Regions from separate parts of the Sus scrofa genome. Here region 2 is linked to region 1. A link is a contact called in public HiChIP or PLAC-seq data. All regions are on one chromosome and are shown on one strand. The core of a region is the stretch at or near the end of the contact, and the rest is flanking DNA. Distances in the headings are between cores, read along the strand shown. Region 1 overlaps PXYLP1 (2-phosphoxylose phosphatase 1). Region 2 has its middle 25 kb from the start of ZBTB38.

The links. HiChIP or PLAC-seq counts read pairs in DNA pulled down with a chosen protein or histone mark.
Region 2: an H3K27ac HiChIP or PLAC-seq map of alveolar macrophages shows a contact between it and region 1. The contact joins two enhancer-like sites. A contact is called at or near these places in 1 of 47 Hi-C or Micro-C datasets (subcutaneous adipose tissue) and 1 of 2 datasets of contacts at active chromatin or transcription factors (alveolar macrophages).

What each region holds. Positions count from the first base shown.
Region 1 is chr13:82,031,519-82,038,365 of Sscrofa11.1, reverse strand. PXYLP1 (2-phosphoxylose phosphatase 1) reads right to left here. Exons shown (of 7, transcript XM_013982091.2): 6 at 880-1,019. Among named protein-coding and RNA genes, the nearest start is that of PXYLP1, 84 kb to the right of the region's middle. Within about 2 kb of position 5,400, at least 5 of the 83 cell types and tissues checked have an H3K27ac peak or open chromatin away from gene starts, as enhancers often do. A contact at or near this core is called in alveolar macrophages, where this site is marked.
Region 2 is chr13:82,159,748-82,167,117 of Sscrofa11.1, reverse strand. It overlaps a transcript of ZBTB38 not described here. Among named protein-coding and RNA genes, the nearest start is that of ZBTB38, 25 kb to the left of the region's middle. Within about 2 kb of position 4,072, at least 6 of the 83 cell types and tissues checked have an H3K27ac peak or open chromatin away from gene starts, as enhancers often do. A contact at or near this core is called in alveolar macrophages, where this site is marked.

The sequences.
Region 1 (6,847 bases), core at 4,151-6,650:
AGAGACCTTCCTTCCATCAAAGCTGAGGTCCTATGATGCTGGTAGATCCAGGAAAACAACATAGCCAGTAGGTTATCCACATTTCTCCAGAAAGGCTGGTGACTAAGCAAAGGTCTTTGAGGTCCCAGACTGAAGTAGGAAGCTGGAACCTCTTAGGGGACCACCAGTTCATTCTCTTCCCAACAAAGGTGACCCCACAGTTAACTCACTAACCTATGCTGACAATGAATTGGCTGTACCACAGTATCAACAGGGCTGCAGAGGGAGACAGGCTTCTGTGAGCAACAGGCTCACCCAAGTCCACACTCAGTGGGGCTCTGCCATACTCGTGTCTCCCCAGAATCTTGCAGATTAAAACCTTTTGGCTGTTTTGTTTGAAGTATCTAAGAACCTGGGATTGGTTACATCAGTCATGGCCCATTCATAGTGGAACATGAAGCCATCAGAAAGGAAGTTATTGATGACTATTTATTGATGGGGAAAGAGTATCATATATTAAGTGAGAAAGTGGGTTACAAAATAGTGTTTAGGAAAATAGCACTATGAGTGTGTGTGTGTGTGTGTGCGTGCGCACGTGTGGACATAAATAGGAAGGAAGATAACTGATTTCTTTGGTGGGATTATGGATGCTTTAATTTTTTCTTCCTTTTGCTTGTCTTTCCTTCTTTCTCTTCCATGAACATATATTATTTCTTAATAGGGAAAAAAGCTTATTTTTAATTTTTAGAAATCAGATGTTTAATTAGAAGCCTTGGTAGGCCCATTGAGGCTGAAGATGCTGGTCAGGACTCACCCCTGTGGCCACGGCTCCTTGCTGCACACATCCGCCAAGTGAAGGAGCGGGGGGCAGAGGAAGCAGGGGCATGGCATTGCACGTACCTGTCTGCGTGAGCTCTCCCATCTCACACAGCGGGTGACTGGGGTAAAGAGGCAGTGAGTGCAAGGGGCTTTCGAGAGAGGCTCCAGATCCTTTGGCCATGTGACTAACGAAAGCCTCCAGTTTGGGGTGATACGGTTTCCTAAAGAGACGACACGGAGAATTAGTGGTCAGCGTGCTCCAAAGCCGTCCATAACAGTTTCAGCTTCAGCCAGTACGACCCCAAGTAAGTACAATCCAACTTCATGATTGCTCAACCACTGACCCCTACATGTGAAATCCCTACCATGCAGGGCTGGCCCGAGCCCCTGCCCTCTTCCCCAGCCCTTGCCGCTCCTGTCTTCTTCTCCAGGAGGCCACTGACCCCCTCCAGGCAGCCAAGCCTAGCTAGGCTAGGGGATCTCTCTGACCCCTGGCCCTGCACATGTGCCCTCCTGGGCTTTCCTGCCCCTCTCTCCTGCATCCCTGCATCTCTGGGCAGGTTCTGGCTCAGGCAGCTTTTGTCTGGATGGCATGGGTGCTCCCTGTCTGCCTGCTGGCTAACCTTGCCTTCTCCACGGCCAGGGAGATCTACATAAAAGGCAACCCCGACTGTCACTGCCTTTCCACAGTGCTACCTTCCCAAGGAGCCACACACAACTGGCAGTCTATTCTGGCCCCACCTCACTCGGAGGCCCAGGACTCCCTAACGCTGCACTCTGGCCACACGCAATATCCACCTCTGTGGTCCAGCACACCTGTTCTTTTGTGCTTCCAAGATGTTCCACATGCTGCCTCTTCCTCCTAGAAAACCCAGCCCAGCCTTCACAGGGATAACCCTTAATCTTTAACTGATGTGACCCCCTGGAAATCTCCTGAGAAGAAAGTAAACTGATTAAGATAACCCAGATCTCTATAACTCACTATACATTTTGCACATAGGTATTTCATTGCCTGTGTGGTGGTAATGAATAGTGAAAAAACAGGTTATTTATGTGATCTGACATTATTTGTATTTCTGCCATGAAGCACACATGGTGAATCGAGATTTATCCTTTTTGTCACTAATACACAATTTCCCTGAAAAATGAAATGACCTATGAATATATACGCATTTTCTCTGAATAATGAAATGACCTATCAATATACACACCTTTTCACTGAATAATGAAATGGCCTATAAATGTTTACACATTTTCCATCTGAATAGAGGTAGATAGATAGAGCAGTTCCCAACTAAACTAAATCAGCATGAAAAGAAGCAAAGATAAATTGTTTAATGGCAGACCCCTGCTGTCTGAAAGCCTAATTAACTGTGGCAATGCTTTTAGAATGGCTGCCAAAATAGATTTATTATCTTTCAAAATACATAAAGCTAAAAAAAATTCCATTAAAAATATGTTTTAAAATTAGAGAATGCTAATCCTGTCATGCAGTGGAGTCCAATAAATCACCCTGGATTGCTGTAGGACATTATGGCTTTCCATAAAAACAGAGGGGATGTTATTTTTCCTGAAGCTAAAATACATAAATATCTGCAAACTGGGAAATAAAATGTCCAGACTGATAATGAGGCTGCCAAAACAAATCCACATAAACAAAGGCTATCCATCAACGGGAGTCAAATGTTCTGCTCCAGGCCATTATTTCAGGTTGGTGATTTCTGAGGATCTGAGAAAGCTTTGCTGCCAATTTTAGAAATGAAATTTCACTACTGAGAATATTTGCTGTGATGTCCTAGGTTTTCAGGGCATCCGACTGCTTAAGGATGCATTACTATCTAACTGTATTCATGGGAACTTGTTTTTGATATGGAAAGATGAAGATTTATCTTCTATCTCTTCACTTATGGTAGAGATCACAAATGACTGGGTCTTTTGTACAGGAAGAAGATCAGGTAACCTGACTCAGGGAGCCTCTCTTGGATCTGAATGACCAGGTCCTGCCGCTATCTCTGGAGCTGAGAGGGCACCTACCTAGCATGTGGCAGAGACCCCCAAAACACATGTGAATGAATCCCACTGTGAAGTACCCCATCCTTAGATGCTCCATGTAAAGTTCATGCCTTCTATAGTTTGCAGTAATGAATATGGCAAGTTCCAACTGTGTTTATTAAAAGAGTCAGATTTTGATGTAAATATTAAAAATAAAGGCCAGGTGGAGTTCCGGTTGTGGGTTACCACTAACAAACCCGACTAAGTATCCATGAAGATGCGGATTCAATCCCTGGCCTCGCTCAGTGGGTTAAGGATCGGTCATTGCCATGAGCTGTGGTACAGTTCACAGACAGGCTTGGAGCCCACGTGGCTGTGGCTGTGGCGTAGGCCAGCAGCTGCAGCTCTGACTAGACCCCTAGCCCAGGAACTTCCAAATGCTGCACGTCTGGCCCTAAAAAGCAAAATAAGTAAAGGCCAAGAGTTCCTGCTGTGGCACAATGGGATTGCTGGTGTCTCTGCAGAACCAGGACACAGGTTCGATCCCTGGCCCAGCACAGTGGGTTAAAAGGATGCAGTGTTGCTACTGCTGCAGTGTAGGTTGCAACTGTGGCTCAGATTCAGTCTCTGGCCTGAGAACTTCATGTGCTGCGGGGTGGCCAATAAATAAATAAATAAATGCCACCGAGAGTGAAACTATTACTTGTGAACCTCTTTGACCAAACTTTAGTCTCCTCTGAACCCTCTTCGGAACAAGGCCTTAACCTTTGGACTTTCATGGTCTTTGTTTTTTTTCGCGTCTTTTTTTTTTTTTTTTGTCCTCTTAGGGCTGCACCGGTGGCATATGGAGATTCCCAGGCTAGGGGTCTAATCCGAGCTACAGCTGCCAGCCTACGCCACAGCCATAGCAACGCCAGGTCCTTAACCCACTGAGCGAGGCCAGGGTTCGAACCTGCAACCTCATGGTTCCTAGTTGATTCGTTTCCACTGTGCCACTAGGGGAAATCCTGGACTTTCATGGTCTTTGGATTTATGTATATCTTTGCATATCCCAGTTTTAGCAAAAATCCTGCTAAGTCAGTTTAACCAGACTCTCCCACTCTTGATATTTGACCAGATCCCTGAACTTCCCACCCCCATGGTATCTGATCACCCTAGTCTGCCTTCAGCAAGATGCCTGTGGAGTCAGTTTAGCCAGAACCCCTCACCCCTGATATCTCCTCTGAGTAATTCTCCATCCATTGACCACCCCCCCACACCCTGCTCCTTGGCTGTAAGGCCCCATTTGTTCATTCTGCATTTGGAATTGAGCCCAATTCTACCCCTACTGTTTTTACTGCTTTGTCTACTGTCTGGCTCTGGTTTTTCTTCAACAGTTATACACTAAAATCTATTCTTCTCTTCTTGGGAACTTGGTTAGATCCCATTTCTGAGGTCCTGGTTCAGGGGGCCATGTGACTAAGTATTCACTAATGGAATGGAAGGATGTTAGGCTTTCAGATCATGGACATGCCCCCTCCACACTCTCTTCCTTCCCTCTGGCCACTGCTCAGGCACAGCTGCAACCAAGGTTCAGTCACATAGACATCCCTAGGGCATGGTGGAAACAACCTGGAAAGAACCCGGGACCCTGAATGACCAGGTGGAACCAAGTCATACAACCTGGAACACTCATTCAGACCTTCATGCAAGGAAGAGATAAACCTCTGTAATCCAAGGCAATGCATCCTTGGCTCTCTTTATTATAACAGCATGCAGCCTGGCCTTACCCTAACTAACACAGAAATGATTATGAGTTTTCTTCAGGAAAAACCCATGTATTCGCCTTGGAATTCTACTTTCATTTTGGAAATTGAAAGAACCAGCAGTGCTACTACCTTAGGCCTTCAAACAATTCACTGCAGAGCTCTTATTTACATTTCTATATGCATTTTATTTACATTTTTTATACCCATTTATGCCACAAAGTTTGGGACAGAAGGCTAATCTACACGCCTATAAGAAAACATTGTGCTTTGGTCACAATCAAAGCAACTACTGAATTCTGCACAGAACACTGAAACAAGCCGAGAAGAGGTATAAGACTAGTGACCCTGGGAATTCCTGTCTTGGAGCAGCGGAAACAAATCTGACTAGGAACCATGAGGTTGTGGGTTCAATCCCTGGCCTTGCCCAGTGGGTTGGGGATCTGGCATTGCTGTGAGCTGTGGTGTAGGTCACAGATGAGGCTCCGATCTGATGTGGCTGTGGCTGTGGCTATGGTGTAGGCCGGCAGCTGTAGCTCCAATTAGTCCCCTAGACTGGGAGCCTTCAAATGCCACCGGTGCGGCCCTAAAAAAATAGCAAAAGACTAGTGACACTTTTATCAGAAAAAAGTTTAAAAACTTTATGTGACTGGACACTGGAATAAGTTTTTACCATTTACGTTAATTCAAGAATGTATTATATTTTTATAAACAAAAAAGATAATATACTTTCTTTAGTCTTTAGGTTCCTAGTTTTTTTTTTTTTGCTCTATTTGACGTGATTACCCGCCTTCCTTCCCCTTCCTGAAACCCTCCTGCCTTCTTCCTCTTTGCAAATTCACCATCTCCTCCTGGGCCCCTCCTTTCTCTCTGGGCTATAACTGGTTGCGGCTCTCATAGGACTGTTTCTGGCCCTTCCCTCGCTCCACAGGCTATGTGTGTGTGTTACTATGCAAGCCTCAGCTTCACCTGCCATCTACATACATGCTGAACTGTCAAATCAACCTCTGTCTCACAGCAAGACCATGTTCCTGAGCCCCACAGCTACACAGAGGCAGCTTCCCCTACAAAGACGTTGAGAGTCATGGAAGGCGTCCCTGTGAAGGGAAACAGCAGGGCGTCTGGCTATACTGATTCTGCTTCTTGCAAACCCCCACCCTTGCTGGCCCAGACAGGCTCCTTCACAAGGCAGGCAGGAGTCATGGGCACACTTCAGGACATACAGCCTTCAAAGAGGCCACAATTTATGAAGCCTCGTGAGGCTGAACTGGCACCTGCGAAGGCAGCAGGCATAGCTGGTGACCCAAATCCCACAGTCACAGGAGATTCAGAGGCCCAAAGTGGGTCCCCTTTGCTGGGAGTCCTGTTCACTCTTACCCAGAAATGTGTGCTTATAGTGACAAGTCAACTTCGATTGTTTTTAAAGCTGGAATTCATTAAATGCCATTAATTAATTAAACATGCATACCCCACCCATTTTCTATAAAGGCCTGAAAGTAGCTTCTAAAAATACAGAACGCTGAATAACACAGAACTAGGCCAAAAGATCAAGGCGAAGGGAAATGAGGACAGAGGTGGCCAGAGCAGCTGGTCCCCAGGACATTCGCCCCTCAAGTGGGAGTTCCAGAAACAGGGCCCTGCCATTGCTGGGGCAGAACAGCGGCCCTGGGAGCTGGCCTGGCTTTATGACCACAACTGAGAGAGGAAGAGTCTGGGCCTGGAAGACTCCAGGCTGTGGTGATAAATAAAACACCACTTATCAAGTTTTCAGTGGAGATCAGGCTCAGAGCTTTACCCCATCACCTTAGTTGGATTTCAGAGGGATATTTTAGGGAAGTATTACTATCCCCTGCTCCAGAACAAAACACTGAGGCTCAGAGAGGTGAAGGGATTTGCCTTCCATCAAATAGGTGACCACGGCTTTAGACGATTTCACCGCTGAGGTTCAAATCTACTACAATAGATACACAAAGCAATGATGACCTGTGATTCTCACTGAGGTCCTGAGTTCATTCTGCAATGGACCCAGTCCAACAACGATTACATGTGGGCTCGGGCTGGGCACAGTGATACAGGAAGGAGTGAGACTCGGTGCCCTGAGAGCTGGTGGTGAGTGGAGGGAAGAGAGAACGATGCCGGGCAGACAAGCTGCAGAGTACCCCAGGGATGGCTGTGAGCTGCCCAGTGGCCCCACCCCATGGGTCCCGTCCCTGGGAACAACTAAGTGGCCTCCAGAGGCCTCCTGGTGCCCAGGTGCCTGCCAGCAACCACTGACTGGTCTAGGGACAGACCCATTCTCACACCTGGGAATC
Region 2 (7,370 bases), core at 2,823-5,322, 130 kb before region 1:
TTTGCTCCTTTGCCCTCACAGCAAAGGGATTTGTGGGGGGAGCACAGTCTTGAGACCTCCTCTTTCTTTAAACTAGAAACTTAATACTATGTCAGTCTGGTTATGATTTATTTTAGAGAATACTTTGATGTTTTGGTTTTTAGATTTTAAAATCCTTTTAGTTTATTTCTCAGTTTAATAGGTTCATTAGGTTGTGGTTTATTGAGTAAAAAATAAATAAATCTGGGTTCAGTTTGGGGTTTTGCACATTTATGTGCTGATTCTGGGTTTTGGTTCAAGCTCCCACTGAAGTTCCTGATTAAAATTTTTGACAACTGTCAGATGTAGTTAAGGGTTCCAAGCTCTTTTCCCTGTTCCCAGGGCCGTCCTTTCTCCTCCTGTAGAGTTAGTCACCTTTATCCTCAGAGGTAGAGCTGGGGCCCTGATCACACACTCCTCAGTTCAAACTCCAGTCCTGCCACTTAAGTAGCTGTGTGAATTTGGACAGGTTAATTAACATCTCAAGACTTAAAAAAAAAAATCTATTAAGATGGATATAATAGTGCAACTTAGTTCTTAATAGGATTAGAAGAGACCATCCATATCAAATGAAGTATCTCATTCCACTGCTCTTTCACCCTGATAATTTTCCATGAAAATTCCAGAAAACAAAACAATTCCTACAACTCTTTTCTCTAGCCCGTCTCATTATGATAACAGAAACCAACTTAATGCTTGTTGGTTGAAAGGGCGTTGGAAGCAGGGGTCATTTGGAAGTGGGGATTTCCCTGGGGCTGCAGGGGAGAGATGAGTGGCCTGGAGAATCTCTGGCTTCGAGGGCATCCCGGGAGCCTGGGCGACTTAGGTCCGGTGGGCTGGACAGTCAGGAGCTACCGGGCTCAGGCCAAGCCAACCCCAGGACAAGGGAAGTTAGCCAGAACATATTTGTGGAAGGTAAGTGCAAAAATAACTGTTTAGCAAAGCAAGGGACTGTGGGTACTACACCAAGTTTTCCTATATTAAGGTCTTTGGAGAATGTTAATATAGGTAATGTAATGGAAAGAACAAATACTCGCTTTTAAAGAATACATGCAAAAAAAAAAATACAAAGTACACGCACCACAATATAATTAAGCCAATAACTGTATATTGATGGATGCAAACCCAGTGATTCTTGTTTGGGGAGCCCTCCATGCCTGTTAAAAATAATCCCCAGTGCTCTACCAATACTGCTGTGAAGAATAAGCAGAGAAAAGGAGGCTAGGGCTCTGAACAACCAGAGGGGGCTTCTACCCCTCCAGTGACCTCTCGAGGTTCACAGGTTGCTCCTTCCAGTCTAATAAAGGCACTGAGCAAGACTACCCTCGGACTCTTATCTCAGCATGGATAAGATTCTTACTCAGTGTCTTCACATACAGAAATAGTCAAAACATCGAGGTGGTTGGCCTCCCCAGTGTCAGGAGACAGGGTGGGGGAAGGCAAAACATTTTCCAGCCTGAGTGCTCTGTTTCCTTCACACCTTCAATCTATTCCATCCTCACCTCGCTGGGAAGGGGGTCTTCAAGCCCAATAAGGCTAGTGATGCTCTGAGTGGCGTTCAATCACAGCAAGAAGAAGAGGAGACAGGGCAGAGTCCTGGACCAGGAGAGGTGGGGCTTGATGCAGCAGACTGGGGGAGGGAGGCCAGAGGGGAAGGGACCCAGGGCTCCCTCTTGGGAAGGCCTCAGTACTGATGCTCTCCCTAGGAAACAGGACCCCAGATGCTGTACCACAACTCCGGGAAGGTCCGGCTCACTCTATCACTGAGCCCCACTCTGCTCTTCTAAGTGTCAGGGGTATAATAATAGGGTAAGTTATGGAAGTAAATTCCCCAAGGCAGATCCTAACTCGGAGAGCCCCTCTTAAAAACAGGGCCTTCAGATAGAGCCTTTCTCTGGCAGCGGCTTTTTCAGGGGTGTGTCCTGCGGTTCCTTTGTTTGAGGACCAGACTCCATCCCCAGTGCACACTGCCACGTCCACAAGATGGTGCTGAGTCCACACAAAGAAATGCTCTCAGGTCCTGAGGGACTGGGAATCCAGTCCCCCAAGCCTTTCTCAAAACGGGCAGATGAGTGACCCTCACTTCAAAATAGCAAAAAAAAAAAAAAAAAAAAAAAAAAAAAGATAACCAAAAAGCAAAGAGAGCAAGCTTCTCAGTGGAGCATGTCTTTTAACTCCTTAATTTGCCACAAAGGGATTCTAGAGATTCTTCAGACCAGGGGTGGGGACCATTCCACCCCGTGTGGGAATTTCCTCCTTAGAGGAGCAATCCTGCTGAGGAGCCCTCAACGGTAACCACTGCCACGTGACAGCCCTTGGAAGGTTTACTCTGCAAGGGCCCTTTCCTGGGCGTAAACATCTCCCATTCCTTCAACTACACCCCAGCAAAGAGAATTTTGTAGACAAGGAAATTTACACCGTTTAGACCAACTCCCTCGTTTTCAATGTGAACAAACGGAGGCACAGAGAAGCAGGATGACTTGCCTAAGGTCTCATTGTGTGACCAAAACAGGTTTCTAGACTTCTGGCCCTGTGCACCTTACAACACACCATACTCCTCAACTGGCAGTTTCTGGGACCCAATCGCTAATAGCGTGATCTTAGAAAGTACTTGAGCTCCCCAAGCCTCAGTCTGTCCACATTTAAAATGAAGCAAATCAGACACACCACACCTCATGGGGTGCTTGGAGGATTAAATGAGAAAATAGGAGCGCCCAGGTCGTGCAAGTGCACAACAAACAGTAAGTGTGCAACAACTGATTAATATACAGACTGTGTGTGGGGGGGTGGTGGGAGGGAGCATGGAATTCTGCATTCTTCCCTTGTGTTCTTCGTCCTCCTTGACTTCCCAACTTCCAAGGCTGAATTTTGTTTTTTTTAACTGAAAATAAAAAATTCACTCATTCTAGTTAAACTGAATTGTGTTCATTTGGCCCATTATCTCTAATCTGTTGGAGTATGTTAGAATGATAATTCCATCTTAAAATGTACCTACTGATTCTTTAAACATGATAAGCTGACTCCTGCTGCAGAAACATTCAGGTAAGTGTAGGGTGGTGATGGCTGTTTCCTAGGCTCACCTCTGGAGAGCATTTCGAGATCAGGACTGTTATACCGACAATGACTTAGAAAGTAGTCTTCAGTCTATTAGAATAAAAAAGATAAAGCCTCAGTTCACCTTTAAAGAGGAAGGAGGTTGAAGCCACATTATTGACCCTATGAGAAGAAGCTCCAACATGTTAATACATTAACAGGTTTGGAATGGGAACAGACCTTGGGATAAGTGAGCTCTTGCACTGAGACTCCAAAACTGCAGAGCTGCTGGGAGTGATATTTTGGGGAATAACCTCTAAGTAAAAGAACAAGATGTCAAGCTGCTGGAGCAGATCTGTGGTCCCACGGCTGGTGCTCGGTTACAGGTGGCTCAATGCAAAAAACCCTGGCCATTACATTCTCTAGCTCCATTGTATCAATAAGCACAGCAAGACTAATTTTCCAACCACTCATCTCATCCCCTCATCCTAACTAATTCAGATCACTTGTCTTTCAGCGGCTCCCTTCCCAGCATACCCAGACCCTGCCCCACTAGGGAATTCAGCCAGCCTGCAATAGTTCCAGGGCCCGTATCTGCTCAGGCTGAAAAACAGGGCCTTTCCCATCCCAACTCTTCCCAAATGCCAACTCTCTGGACCTAAACATAGAATAAAGACCTGAACACCTCACCTTATTCCTGTTTAGCCCTTATAAACCACTTATAAATCACTTTCATACACACCATCTTCTCTTCTTGCTCACAACACCCCTGTGGGCTGTGCAACAATATTTCTATTTCAAAGATGAAGGCACTAAATCTCAGAAAAATTAAGCCAGAATCCCAATACCACATGGCTTATAATTGGCAAGGTTTGGTTTTCAACACTGATCTTGTGACTTTGAGTCACAAACTCCTTCTAGCATACTTTAGAGAAAGACTCTACTCACATAGTTCCAAATGTCAGTAAATACAAGTCACCATCTTTTTTTTTTTTTTAATTTCATAACTGGACTCGTGGCATATGGAAGTTCCTGGGCCAGGGATTGAATTCAAGTCACTGCTGCAATCTATGCCACAGCTGTTGGTAATGCTGGATCCTCTTAACTTCCTGTACCAGGCCAGGGATCAAACCTATGCCTCTGCAGCAACCCAAGCCACTGCCATCAGATTCTTTTTTGTTTTCCTTTTTAGGTAGGGCAGCATCCATGGTATATGGAAGTTCCAAGGCTAGGGGTCGAATCGGAGCCACAGCTTCCGGCCTACACCACAGCTCATGGCAATGCAGGATCCTTAACCCACTGAGCAATGCCAGGGATCGAACCTGCATCGTCCATGGATACTAGCTGGGTTTGCAACCTACTGAGCCATGGCAGGAACTCCATTATCTCATCGTTTGATTGATGTTCAATGGTTGTGTATGTTTTATGCCAAATTCAGTGTCAAATGTGTATCTGCCACTCAAAAAACTACATATCATTAGCTATTTTTAACAATAAGAATGATTTTTTCTCCCAATCAGCCTATATCACATCGGCATACTGCTAACCAGGTGGTCTATGCATTCTATTTCATATTTTCTGCCATTGTGCATTTCCTGACCACACAGAATTTTGTGGACTTCATTCTGTAAAGTGGGAATGATACCTGAGTTGATTGCTGTGATAGTTAAATAAGGCAATGACTATAGAGACCTTGGCAGCAAGTGTTCAATTAATACTGTAACATATACTACTGCTAGTACAACTTCATTATATTCATTAAAACCAAGTAGAGTTTTGCTTTCTTTTTTTTTTTTTTTTTTTTTGTCTTTTGTCTTTTTGTTGTTGTTGTTGTTGTTGCTATTTCTTGGGCCGCTCCCGCGGCATATGGAGGTTCCCAGGCTAGGGGTTGAATTGGAGCTGTAGCCACTGGCCTACGCCAGAGCCACAGCAACGTGGGATCCGAGCCGCGTCTGCAACCTACACCACAGCTCACGGCAACGCCGGATCGTTAACCCACTGAGCAAGGGCAGGGACCGAACTTGCAACCTCATGGTTCCTAGTCGGATTCGTTAACCACTGCGCCACGACGGGAACTCCCCGAGTTTTGCTTTCTTAACAAGTGTCTGATGAGCTATCAGATGGCATGGTACAATAATTCAGAGAAATAGAAAAATGATTTCATACTCTTGGGCTTGTTTAATCCTTTCCCTTTTTATTTCTTTCCCTTTTCAGCAACCTCCACAGTCCAATGGAGGAGACAGACATGCAGACAAATAGCTCCTCCATGATGAAGAAAGTGCTCTAGTGAGCATGCCCAGGACTTGGAGTTTGGGGGCGGAGAGTCAGGGAAGGCGAGGTATTCGAGAGGAAAAAAGGCATTCTATTCTAGGGAGAGGTCAAGCAGAGGCAAGGAGGCAGGAAATGAAATGACACCTTTGAGGAATGGCCAAGAGGTGGAAAGTCTGCTGCTCGGGGCGGGCGTGGGCAGGGCCAGATGGGAGATGGAGGGAGAGACTGGCAGGGACCCAGTCATGAAGAGAGCATCATGATGACATAGAGGACTTGAACCTCTAGCCTGGTAGCTCTCAACCCTTACCTGAATATTGGAATCACTTAGAGGATCTTGGAGTAAATAACAACAACAATACTCAGGCTCCAACTCAAGATTCTGATTTATTTGATCTTGGTTTTTCTAGGCATTGGGATTTCTTTCTTTCTTTCTTCCTTTCTTTTTCTTTCTTTTTCTTTTTTTAGGGCCACACCTATGGCGTATGGAAGTTCCCAGGCTAGGGGTTGAACTGGAGCTGCAGCTGCTGACCTACACCACAGCCACAACAATGCCATATCCAAGCCGCATCTGCGACTTATACCTACGCTGGGTCCCTTACCCACTGAGCGAGGCCAGGGATTGAACCCACATCCTCATGGATACCAGTCGGGTTCATTACCACTGAGGCACAAGGGGAACTCCAGGTATTGGGGGTTTTAAAAAACAAAACTCTCCAGGTGATTCTAATGTGCAGCCTGGACAATGGTGCTTCACTTAAAAGATTTGAAGCAGGAATTGTTTGACAAATCTGCAGACAGGTCATTCTGGGAGCAGAAGGGGTCTGGAAAGAAGGCAAGGAGACAGGTGGGGATGACAAGAAGAGAAAGGAGTGAAAGCTATCTGGGTAGAAGAATCAACTAGTTGGAAATTCGAGGAGAGAAAGGGAAGAATGAAGATTTCCATACCTGTTCTATTGTCTAGAATTGCCTTTAACAGGCAGGGAACCGGATCAGAGACCTGGTCTTGGAGGAGGAGAATGAAGTCTGTGCTCCTTCTGAGGCGCCTGTGAAGATGCATGTGGCACACTCAACTAATGGGCATCCACAAGGGACTCTGATGCTGAAAGGAAGCTGGGCTGAAGGCTAAGCTGCATGGGACACTGACACACAGAAAGTGGCTGCACAAAGGAACATGGACAATGCCCAGGGGAAGGGAAGAAAAGGAAATGGGACAAAACCAGAACTTAAAAGGACTACTGATACTGAGAGGGTAGTGGATGTAGCAGAATCACCTGGAGATCCTTACTAAAAATTCCATTTCTTGGTGCCACCCCAGACTGACTGAATCAGAAGAGCCAGAGGTGAGACCCCAGAAACTGAATTTTCACAAGTTCCCAGATACTTCCGGATCCAGGCTAGATATGACACTATACCTGTCTGTTACAATACTGCCATAACAAACCACGATATACTCAGTGGCTTAAAACAACAGAAATGTGTTCTGTCGCACTTCTGGAGGCCAGAAGTCCAAATCCCAGGTGTTGGCAGGGCTGTGCTCTCCATGAAGGCTCTGGCAGGGAGAATCCTTCCTTGCCTCTTCCAGCTTCTGGTGGTCCCAGGGTGCCTGGGCTTGAGACTGCATAGCTCCAGCCTCTGCTGCCATCTCCACATGGCCCTCTCCTCTCTACATTTCCCTCTTCCGTGTACCTCTTATAAGGACACTTATCAAATTTAGGGCTCACCTGATAATCCAGGATGGACTCATCTCGAAATCCTTAAAAAAAAAAATGTACATCTGCAAACACCCCTTTTATTCCAAAAAAAAAAAAAAAGTCACATTCACAGCTTTGGGGATGTAGACATACCTTTTGGTGCTACCAGACACCATGGCAATACATCTGGGTAGGTAGGAGAGAGGCCCGGGGTCCAGAATGCCAAGTTCCCCAACAGTGGTAGGAAGAGGTGGAAGAAAGCAGGAGAGAGAGCCATTGCAGTTTCTACTAAGCATAGAGCTCTATTTCCAAGTCATGTGCAGCCCTAACGACCCCAGGCCATCAAGTGTTCATCTG